Linked DNA regions of Gadus morhua: region 2 is linked to region 1. The links are chromatin contacts, called in public Hi-C maps. All regions are on one chromosome and are shown on one strand. Each heading gives the region's core, a stretch centred on a gene start, on an enhancer-like site or on the middle of the called end of the contact. The rest is flanking DNA. Distances are from core to core; before and after follow the strand shown. Region 1 holds the start of snx14 (sorting nexin 14). Region 2 holds the start of LOC115534304 (kelch repeat and BTB domain-containing protein 11-like).

Region 1 (5,196 bases), core at 1,473-3,972:
AGCTCAGTGTTGTCCCTGCCGAGCGCCACGGCGTTCTGAGGCCCTGTAGAGATGTACTGACGCCATGTGCTGTGAGTCTAACTGCTTCCTTTTGTGACCTGGCTAGCAGGGCAGAGGGGTCCGCTGCTCCGGTCCGGACGCCGCCTTCCAGTGAAGAGTGCGCCTGGGGGCGGGCCAGACGCTGCCATTGGACAGGATGGTAAGGTCACATGACTCGGATAATCCCCTGAGAGAGAGAGAGAGAGAGAGAGAACACCTGCCTGCGTCCGTCTGCGTTTACTTTATGATGAAGCTCGTGAACCCCCTTCTCCTTCTCTCCTCCCTCCTTGTCTCTTGTCCCTTCCTCCCTCCCCCTTCTCTCCACTCCTCCCCCATCTCTTGTCTCCCTAATCTCTCCTGCCTCCCCCCGTGTCTCCTCCCTCCTCCCTCCCCCTTCTCTCCCTCCCTCCCCCTTCTCTCTCCTCCCTCCCACATCTCTCCTTTCTCCCTCATCCCTCCAGCCTCTCCCTTTTTCTCTCCCCCCCCCCTCCCCATCTCCTACCTCCTCCCTCCCATCTTCCACCGAGACCCCGCCCCCTACCCCGACCTCCTGGCTCCACCAATCCCAGTCGGGAGGCTGTATCACGTGATCGTCTCTCCGGTGTTGTCTTTGCACTTTTATACGGACGAAGATCGGAGGGGCCGGCCGACCCAAGCGATCGCGTCATGACTGAACAGGGGCGGGGGGGGGGGGAGAGATGAGTTTGTTGCCGTGGTGACTGGGGGGGCAGGGCGGAGTGTCCAGAGATATTTTGCTTTTTATTTGCTTTTTTTTTTTTTTCTTTTTTAAGGACTGTCAAGTTGAAGGATGGGTCAACTACCTCATTTTTAGAGGCACGCCCCCTCCCAACACCTTGCTCCGCCCCTTCCACCTTTGCTCCACCCCTTCCCCTCCCCCCCCCCCCAAACCCCAACCCCTCGTGAATATGCACAAGCACCTGCCTGGCCGCCGGTGAGCTGCACGGTTCTCCTGCTGTGCGGACGTGATGTGGGACGGTCCTCATCCAATGAGCCTGAACAATCAGGTCGACAGACCTCGCTGCTGAGCTCTGGAGAGCGAAGACTATCAAGATTGTGTGTCTCTTTTTTGTGTACTTTGTGCGTTTTTTTTAATTTTTTTTTTTTCGTTTTTGTATAATTTTTTTTTTTAGTGTTTGTTTTCGGGTTGCGAGTCTTTGAACCCGTGGGCGGTGCGGTGGGCGGCGGGCCCCCCCCCCCCTGTAGAGAGGAGATTCAAAGTCTTCCTCGTTCTTCCTCGATGGGTGCTCAGTCTTAACTTTTTTTATAACGTCTATGATTCACACCAGTCGACGCTTTTGTGCTAAAAAATGATGTCTGGAGGTGCGTTTGTGTAAGGAGTGAGGGCGGGCCGCAAGGGAGGAGCTAGGCGTGCTGAGCTTCCAGGGGTCACCTTCACCCGCTCTGTTTTTAAAGGAGACATATTATACCACCAGATGTGAGTGTGATTAGCCTTACAAGCCGTTTCGAAAATATGTCCCTTGTGACATCACTAGTGGGCGTGTCCACCTAGATCTGTGCTGGATAGTTGAGCAACGTTTGCTTCAGTCCACTGGGTAGGCTGGTAGACTGATCTATCCAGCACACATCTAGGTGGACACGCCCACTAGTGATGTCATATGGGGCAGATTTTCGAAACGGCTTGTAACGGCGAATCAGAACACACCTGGTGGTATATGTCCCCTTCAAAGTGTGAACTCGTATTGAAGTCTTGTCTGAGATTGGAAAACTGCACAGAAAAGGTTTGGTAAATAGGAAAAAAAAAACATTTTGTTCGGACTCCAAAACGTGGGGCTTTTGTGTTTTAAAACATTTACACTTCTGTGCTGACTAATTTCTAATACGTAAAAGATTCAATTGAGAATTAATTATGGCCTGTCTGTCATTGTGTAGTTGTATCAGTATTTTTATTGTTAAAAATAGACTTAAAAAATCCAGTCATGTAACCAAGTTCATCTGGAGTTTCACATGGAAAACATGGAAGAGGTGGTTTTGCGTGTTTTGTTCTTATTAAAGTAATCATTAACAGTAGCGGCCCTGCTATTGGCTGTGTTGTCCTGTCACTCACGTTGGGTCCTTGACTCGTCCAATGTCTGTTACATCCTCCGCACTCCGTGTCTACGTCAACATCATTTCAAACAAGGTTATTGTGTGTATGTGGCTAACGGGTGTTTGCATTCTTGCAAATACATTGTTTTATACTATACATTGAGGCGAAGTAAACTTATTTTTCTAATAAAGTTATTAAATAAAACATTTGTCTTGTTGTTAATTATGTGTTTTTTATCTATGTATATTAAGCGTTTGGTTTCATGAGATTTGTTTACTCATAATTACACACCACTGAATTTGAATACCAATAATTATTTTATTTTCAACATATGCACTAAATAATTGAATCAGTCAATGTTGATATCTAAACTATTCTGTTTTATCTAATCCTTTGGATTAGGGATTACGTGTTTTAAAGCCTCTGGAAGGTTGGCAGTTAAAGGTCAATTTATGAAGCGCCTGTTGGTTTCAATGTTTTCTGGTTTGTGTTTTTATATTATTATTGAACAAAAGTTTAGTAATTACATTGCCCTCCGTCCCGCCCCGTCCTCTGACTCCGCTCCTCTTGATCCCGCCGAAGGACCAACCAGGCGCGCCCAACCGGAACTTCTCTCCGCCCCGCCCCGTCCTCTGACTCCACTCATCCGGGTCCTGCCGGAGCCCATACCAGGCGCTCCAAACCGGAACTCGTCCTCCAGACTGGAAAACAAACGGCTGTCAGTGAAGTGGTGGAGTTTAAAACATGGAAAAGAAGAACCTACTCGGGTGAAACCATCGTAACCAGTGACCGCTCGGAGTGTTTCTGCGGGACGCGGTGCGTGGTGCCGTCACAACCCGTCCGGTTCGTCCCTGTTTGATACCGTTTAACACCGCTCACCGTCCGCTCTGTTCAGGAGGCTTAGCGCCACTAGTCCATCGATACTTCATCAGTTCTGCCAGATGGGGAGGGATATCTGGCCCCACAGTGTACTCAACCTAGCATAAACTCGCTGAAATAGTTATCCTATTACTTTATTGTACAACTATTATTAAAGTGGCGGTGTCATGTGACGGCTGTGGTGACCCACTCTACCCGCAGGTCCCGGGTCGTGATGGCGGGGCTGATCCGGAGATGTCTGGGCCACCTGAGGCGGTGGCTGAAGGTGGACCTGCTCCGGGAGGCGGGCCGCCAGTACCCGCTGTCCTGCTGCGTACTGTCCTCCCTGCTGTTGCTCACCGTGCTGCTCAACAGGTGAGCGGCGCTCAGGTGGTCAGCCGATAGGGGCTGAGGTCTGGGCATGCGCAGCTCTGTAGATCCCCGGACACCACCTCCTATATCTATCGTAATCTGTTTTCTATATAGTTAGACAGACAGACAGACAGACAAGCAGGTACACTCACACACGCACTCTGATTCAAACTGCACAGAATTCACACAGTTCACACCAGACAATAACAAAGTCTCCAAATACGTGGAGACGCATTTGGAGACTTTGTGTTTCTCCCAACCATTAACACGGCAACAAAGTACATGTTGAGCATACAACCTACAAAAGTAGTTGTGGAGTTATGTGTGTTTGTGAGTTGATTGACGGGTTGTTGTCATGACGCCCCCCCGTCAGGTACATCCACATTCTGTTGGTGTTCTGGTCCTTCCTGGCGGGCGTCACCACCTTCTACTGCTCCCTCGGGCCCGGCTCCCTGCTGCCCAACGTCCTCTTCACCGATAGGCCCCGCAGCAAGGTGAGGCTCGGGGTTTAACAGGGGAAACATGTGATAAACTAAATTTAAATACAACTTTCTTCTTTTTACTACCGGCCCACCGGTGTTTAATTACTACTTTATAATTGCTTCAGGTTGATTAAACGTTATACAATTGTGGATTTCATGCGGTCACAGTGGCTGAGAATGTAAATTGATGTTCTTTATTAATTGACCAACATAGATGGATGTAAAACCTGCTGATTGGTGATGTTTTTGCTGTTACGGTATAATTTAGACCAGGGACGTCACTACGATTTAGAGGCTGGGGGCTGGGGGCTTAGCCCCAAGCATTTTCTGAAGTGCATGCGTGTCTAACTTCTAATTGTATTAGTATTTATTTCCACTCATATTCTGGCTTATTTTGTTAAGTGCAGGCATGTTATGAGTCCTTGACAACATATTTTATTGTTGTTGCGGTATGATTAAGACGTTGTTATGTTTGTTTCGTCATTGATGATGTTTTATTGTTGTTAGGGTATGATTTAGAGGTGGTTCTGTTTGTTTCGTGATTGATGTTTTATTGTTGTTAGGGTATGATTTAGACGTGGTTCTGTTTGTTTCGTCATTGATGATGTTTTATTGTTATTGCGGTATGATTTAGACGTGGTTCTGTTCGTTTCGTCATTGATAATGTTTTATTGTTGTTAGGGTATGATTTAGACGTGGTTCTGTTTGTTTCGTCATTGATGATGTTTTATTGTTGTTGCGGTATGATTTAGACGTGGTTCTGTTCGTTTCGTCATTGATAATGTTTTATTGTTGTTAGGGTATGATTTAGACGTGGTTCTGTTTGTTTCGTCATTGATGATGTTTTATTGTTGTTGCGGTATGATTTAGACGTGGTTCTGTTCGTTTCGTCATTGATAATGTTTTATTGTTGTTAGGGTATGATTTAGACGTGGTTTTGTTTGTTTCGTCATTGATGATGTTTTATTGTTATTGCGGTATGATTTAGACGTGGTTCTGTTCGTTTCGTCATTGATAATGTTTTATTGTTGTTAGGGTATGATTTAGACGTGGTTCTGTTTGTTTCGTCATTGATGATGTTTTATTGTTGTTGCGGTATGATTTAGACGTGGTTCTGTTCGTTTCGTCATTGATAATGTTTTATTGTTGTAAGGGTATGATTTAGACGTGGTTCTGTTTGTTTGTCAGCGGCCGCTGCAGCAGGAGCTGTTCCCGCTCGGCAGCAGTTGCGCCGTCTGCGGCAAGGTGCGCTGTAAACGACACCGGTACGTCAAACCATCCACTTAATGTATTCTTATCCTCTTCTTGGCTCTTTCACGCTGTTCAAATATAATATTACTTTAAAAACAACAAGAAATCATCAGTTATGCATTGAAA
Region 2 (5,196 bases), core at 1,281-3,780, 180 kb before region 1:
AGCTTACCGCCTGGGGTTCAAACAAAACACCAAAGTAGTAAACACAGCGGATGTTTCCAGTAAAGGGTTTTTTTTATTTCCAGGCTACATTGGCGAACGCTAAATGACATTCCCTCGCTCAAAGGCCTCGCTGAAGAAGAGTAGAAGAGTTGGCACGTTAGTCGTAGAAAGATAAGAAGTTTAGACATTCAAACAAACAGGAACGCTATTGGTCATAATCGACCAATAGGGAACCTCGGAAGAGAGAGAGGGCGGAGCTGTGTTAGAACCCGCCACTTTTCGTGTTCGGCCACATTAACAGGAGCAGGACTTTTCTGGTGCGTATTTCCCAGGATGCGCTAAAGAAGGTGATCAGGACACGCTGATCTGAACCAAAGGAACCAAACCGTTACCACTTCTAAGATAATGTTAGCTAGCAAGCACAGGCTTGGCTCGTGGTTAGCGTGTAGCATCCCGCCAAAAAAACCGAAGTCGACAACACGACGAATGGGGTTTGTGTTACGTATGATGGGGGGTTAGTGATATTGTGGTTAAGGTTAGGGGGGTTAGTTATAGGGGGGTTAAGGGTAGGGGGGGTTAGTGTACTGATATGGGGGTTAGGGGTAGGGTGTTAGTGATAGGGAGATTAGTAATAGGGGAGGTGAGTGATAGGGGGGTAACTGATATGGGGGTAGGGGGTTATTGATAGGGGGATTAGTGTTACAGGGACTGCACCAGAGAAGTCGTACTCCAGAGAACACGAAGCAGCAGAAACATTCATAAAGTCAAACAGTCTAGACGTCATGGAGGGTCATAGTGCAGCAGTGCCTTGCTACACGGCACTGTGGAAGATTCCCTTCGCCCATTGACTGAGCATGCGTACTCAAGTCAAGGAACAGTTATAAAGTTCCCTATTAAGCATTGAGACCTACAGACCAGTGAATCAGTCCTACTGGACCGAGTTCGGTGTTTTATAGTCGGTTCTATCGGTGCTGCGTGGCGGTTCAGTCTGATTGGCCGAGAGAGAGGACGAAGGGGACCAGCGCCCCGCGGGCTCCGGCCGGGGTCTCGAGGACCTCCGGGAGGAAGCGCTCCCGGCCCCCGCCCACCTCGAACTGCAGCACGTGGGACCTGTTGACGCAGAAGATGCGGTCCCCCAGCACGGCGCAGCGGAACGGCTGCGCGGCTTCGAGCGCATGGGACGCGCCGTCATGCCACGCCCTCACCACCGTGTTGTACTTGCAAACGTTCACGCTGCCGTGCGCGCGGTTTACGTCGAAGCGGTAGATTGAGCTCCCGTGCGCCACCATGTCCGTTGACTTCTTCCGGCTGTCGTTGAAGGCGCACTCCTCCCACTCACCGCGCCGCGCGTCGAGGCGCAGCAGGCGGTAGAAGAGCGAGCCGCCGGACACGAACAGGTCCCCCCCGCACGCCGTCGCCTCGTGCGCCACCGCGAACGCGCCTCTGGGCAGCGCCGCCACGGGGGTCCAGCGGTCCACGCGCGGATCGTAGCGCTCCACCGTGAACAGGCACTCTCCGCCCACCGCGAACAGGTGGCCGTCCACGGCTACGAGCTTAAGCTGAGCGCGCGCCTGCGCCAGGGGGCGTGCCTCACTCCAGGCGTCTGTCAGCGGGTTGTAGCAGAAGACGCGGTCCGACGCCCTGCTGCCGCCGCCCCCCCTGACCAGCCCCCCCGCCACGAACAGGTAGTTGTAGAGCGTGCACATGCCCGCGCCGCGCGTGCTCACCTGCTCCGGCAGCGCGGTCAGCGCGCGCCACTCCTTTGTCTGCTCCTCGTAGCAGAAAATGTGACGTCGGTGTTGCGGCGGGTCCTCCGGGGACGGGCTCGACCCCGGGGGGCTCTGGGGCTCCAGGGGGCTCTGGGGGTCCAGGGGGCTCTGGGGTCGGCTGCTGTCCCGGCTGGGGGGTCTGCTGCCGCCCCCCAGCACCCGGTCTTGCGCCTCGTCGACCTCCGCCACGGCCAGCAGCCTCTTGCCGCCCAGGCGCCGCGCCAGCACGCGCTCCCGCTCCCCCGCCGTGAGGCGCCCGTACACCGCGGGGGTCCGCAGCACCGCCAGGAAGTGGTCGCTCATGAAGGCGTAGCAGCGCTCCTTCAGGTCCAACAGGCCCTGCCTCTTGGCCAGAGACAGTCGCTCGTAGCAGTTCTCCGACGTAAGGGGCGACAGCTCGTCCAGTTCTGCGGGGTTCTGCGGGGCGGGGAGAGTCCCCCCCGGGACCCGGTCGCTGCTCACCAACATGCGTGCTTCAGGGAGCAGAACGAGCCCAGAGTGTGACCGATACGCCCCGGTCCTCCCTCCCTTCAACGCCTCACGCTCCCCGCCGGACTCTGTTCGCTCTGACGCGGTCCACGCGCGGTTCCATCTCCCGCTACACACGCAGACTCTCCCGGGTCGGACTGGGCTGAACCCCGCCCCCCTGGCTCCTCCTGCTCCTCCTGCCCGCTGCACTGCTGTATCAACAGCCTGGGAGGAGAACAGTCCCTCCTCCTGCTGCTCCTCCTCTTACTCCCCTCTCTCTCTCTCTCTCTCTCTCTCTCTCTCTCTCTCTCTCTCTCTCTCTCTCTCTCTCTCTCTCTCTCTCTCTCTCTCTCTCTCTCTCTCTCTCTCTCTCTCTCTCTCTCTCTCTCTCTCTCTCTCCTCCTGCTCCTCTTCCTCCTCCTCCACCTCCTCGTGCTCGTTCAGCCATGATCGTGGGAACGGCGGGAGAAGCTGTTAGGTTTCGTCACCGTGCGACACGCAGAGAACTGCAGGTGTCTTCACCTGCCCGCAGCTCGCAGCGTTTTACTACAGCAGAGTGACACCTGGAGGACACGTGATCAACCAGATCAAAGCAGGCCTGAATAGACAAGAGTTTATAATACAATAGAGTAGACTAGAACTTAGCATAATAGAGTATATATAATAGAGTTGAGTACCGCACAATATAATGGTGCAGAACCAAATATAATAGAATTTATAGAATATATAACAGAATAGATCATAATTATATATAATACAGTACAATGTTAATGAGCAGAGTAGACTAGAATATATCATAATACAATAAAGGCGAGTATAATGTAATGCAATATAATACAATGTAAATTAAAACAAGAGACTAGAATGATCATCATAGAGTAGAGTCTAATATGCAACATCAAACCCAATCTGATATTCTCTCTCTCTCTCTCTCTCTCTCTCTCTCTCTCTCTCTCTCTCTCTCTCTCTCTCTCTCTCTCTCTCTCGCTCTCTCGCTCTCTCGCTCTCTCGCTCTCTCGCTCTCTCGCTCTCTCTCTCGCTCTCTCTATTCAGGTCCACGGACAGCGTCCAGGTGTCTGCGAGCCCTTGTATCTCGTCTCGCGCACCTCGATCATAACGAAATGATAAATTACTCTTGATATTTGACGTAGGTCGGATGCATTGAATTATTCAATTAATTACATTAAATCAAATATATCATAAGTTAAAAAAATAGATTAATTATTAATTATTATTTATTGGTGATAACGGCCTAAACGCCGCCGTCCACCTCTAATGACGTCATGAGGAGCCGACCGCAGATGAGGAGGTCTCAGGTCGGTTAAATTTTTTCTTTTGAACGGATGTAGATCTGTTTATTTGTTAGTTGGATTGTTTCAAGTCTAGATTTTTCTTCATTTATTATTCTTGATATAAGATTGACTTGAATATCGAGGCCTATTTAATCACATTTCATGTTGTGTTTGAGCAACACGTTTCAAACGTCCGCGTCGTAGTAAAGTCCGCTGCAGTGACGCAGTGTGACCGCTAGATGGCAGTCTACTATCATTTATTACTATAAATTGTATTATATATGATTATATATTGTATTATTATATCTTTTTATATATTCAGCATTATTATTTGTTACTAAATAGGCCTACTGTATTATTGTTACATAATTATAACACCGACAAGTAGCCTAGAACTACTGATACTGATTATTATCCTAGTTATCTTTGTTGTATTCGGGGAATGGGTTAATCCAGTGATTGTTCGGGCTTTGCACTTGGTTCTATTGACATCCTTACTGTACCAAACGCTTTGTATAAAAGCGTTTGCTAAATGCCCTCAACGTGAATGTAACTGTTCTGATAATGCGAGCATCCTACCTAGACCATACCACTGTTATATCTCCGTCTGGTTCAATACAGGTTTATCTTAAACATCCTTTGCATTATTAATATTACTGTCCTACCATACTAGTTTTACTTGTTTTACCGCCCAGTACTACAACTAAGTTGACCAAACTCTTTTTAAAATACTTCATTAACATGACGTTGGAGCAGCTGCGATGTCAGTAATGTGCCCGCTGCAGTACCGCAGTGTGGCTCATGGATGGCGCCAGTGCCCAGACCTCTTCTTAGTTCCTTAATTATTCGATTATATTTTAACTCAGCTGGGGGCATCATGCACATTGTGTGTGTGTGTGTGTGTGTGTGTGTGTGTGTGTGTGTGTGTGTGTGTGTGTGTGTGTGTGTGTGTGTGTGTGTGTGTGTGTGTGTGTGTGTGTGTGTGTGTGTGTGTGTGTGTGTGTGTCCAAATACATCACTAATCAAATGGTGATAGATCGATACACATACCAATACTCCCTCCCTGAACGTCCATAACTATCGAAGATATTTATGTATCGATAATCTAAATACCCAGATGGATCTTGTAGTCCCTGTGAGCTTCAAGCTTGGGTCAAGAGTTCATCTCTCTGATTAACCAATCAGATCCGGCTCCTACCCTTCCAGCCCGCCTCCCCTCTCCTCAGGACCAATCAGAGTCCAGTTCTCTGTCCATTAGCACTGGTGAAATGCCTCGCAGCTGGAGGGGAGCGGGTTCCGTGAACACCCGTCCTCGGATCGTTAGCCGCCGATCACCGACGCTAATGATTGGGCTAATGGTTTTGTTTTAGCGTCGGCTGAGCATGACCACTACAGTTAATCAATCACCCATCAGCTAATCAATCACCCAGCAGTTAATCAATCACCCATCAGTTAATCAATCAACCACCAGTTAATCAATCACCCATCAGTTAATCAATCAACCACCAGTTAATCAATCCCTAATCTGATCAACCGGCCGTCGGCCTGGAGAGACGCTGCCGAACAAGAAACCCCCGGCCAGGAAGCCCCGAGGCATGATGGGAAGTGGCGTGTGCTGACTTCCTGTCAGGACGGAGCGCGGCCGCGTCTCCAGGCCGGCTAATTGG

The links. Hi-C and Micro-C count contacts between places; a contact is called where the count stands out from the background.
Region 2: a contact with region 1 is called in a Hi-C map of blood, with 8 times the contacts expected there. The contact joins the promoter of LOC115534304 here to the promoter of snx14 in region 1. A contact is called at or near these places in 3 of 6 Hi-C or Micro-C datasets (blood, gill and heart).

Annotation. Positions count from the first base shown.
Region 1 is chr21:1,806,132-1,811,327 of gadMor3.0, reverse strand. It overlaps snx14 (sorting nexin 14), which reads left to right and starts at 2,722. Exons shown (of 28, transcript XM_030345128.1): 1 at 2,722-2,950; 2 at 3,188-3,340; 3 at 3,711-3,831; 4 at 5,008-5,084. The coding sequence starts at 3,201. It overlaps LOC115534272 (heterogeneous nuclear ribonucleoprotein Q), which reads left to right. Exons shown (of 12, transcript XM_030345147.1): 11 at 110-199; 12 at 831-2,315. The coding sequence ends at 154.
Region 2 is chr21:1,981,837-1,987,032 of gadMor3.0, reverse strand. It overlaps LOC115534304 (kelch repeat and BTB domain-containing protein 11-like), which reads right to left and starts at 2,530. Exons shown (of 1, transcript XM_030345194.1): 1 at 50-2,530. The coding sequence starts at 2,237. The coding sequence ends at 984.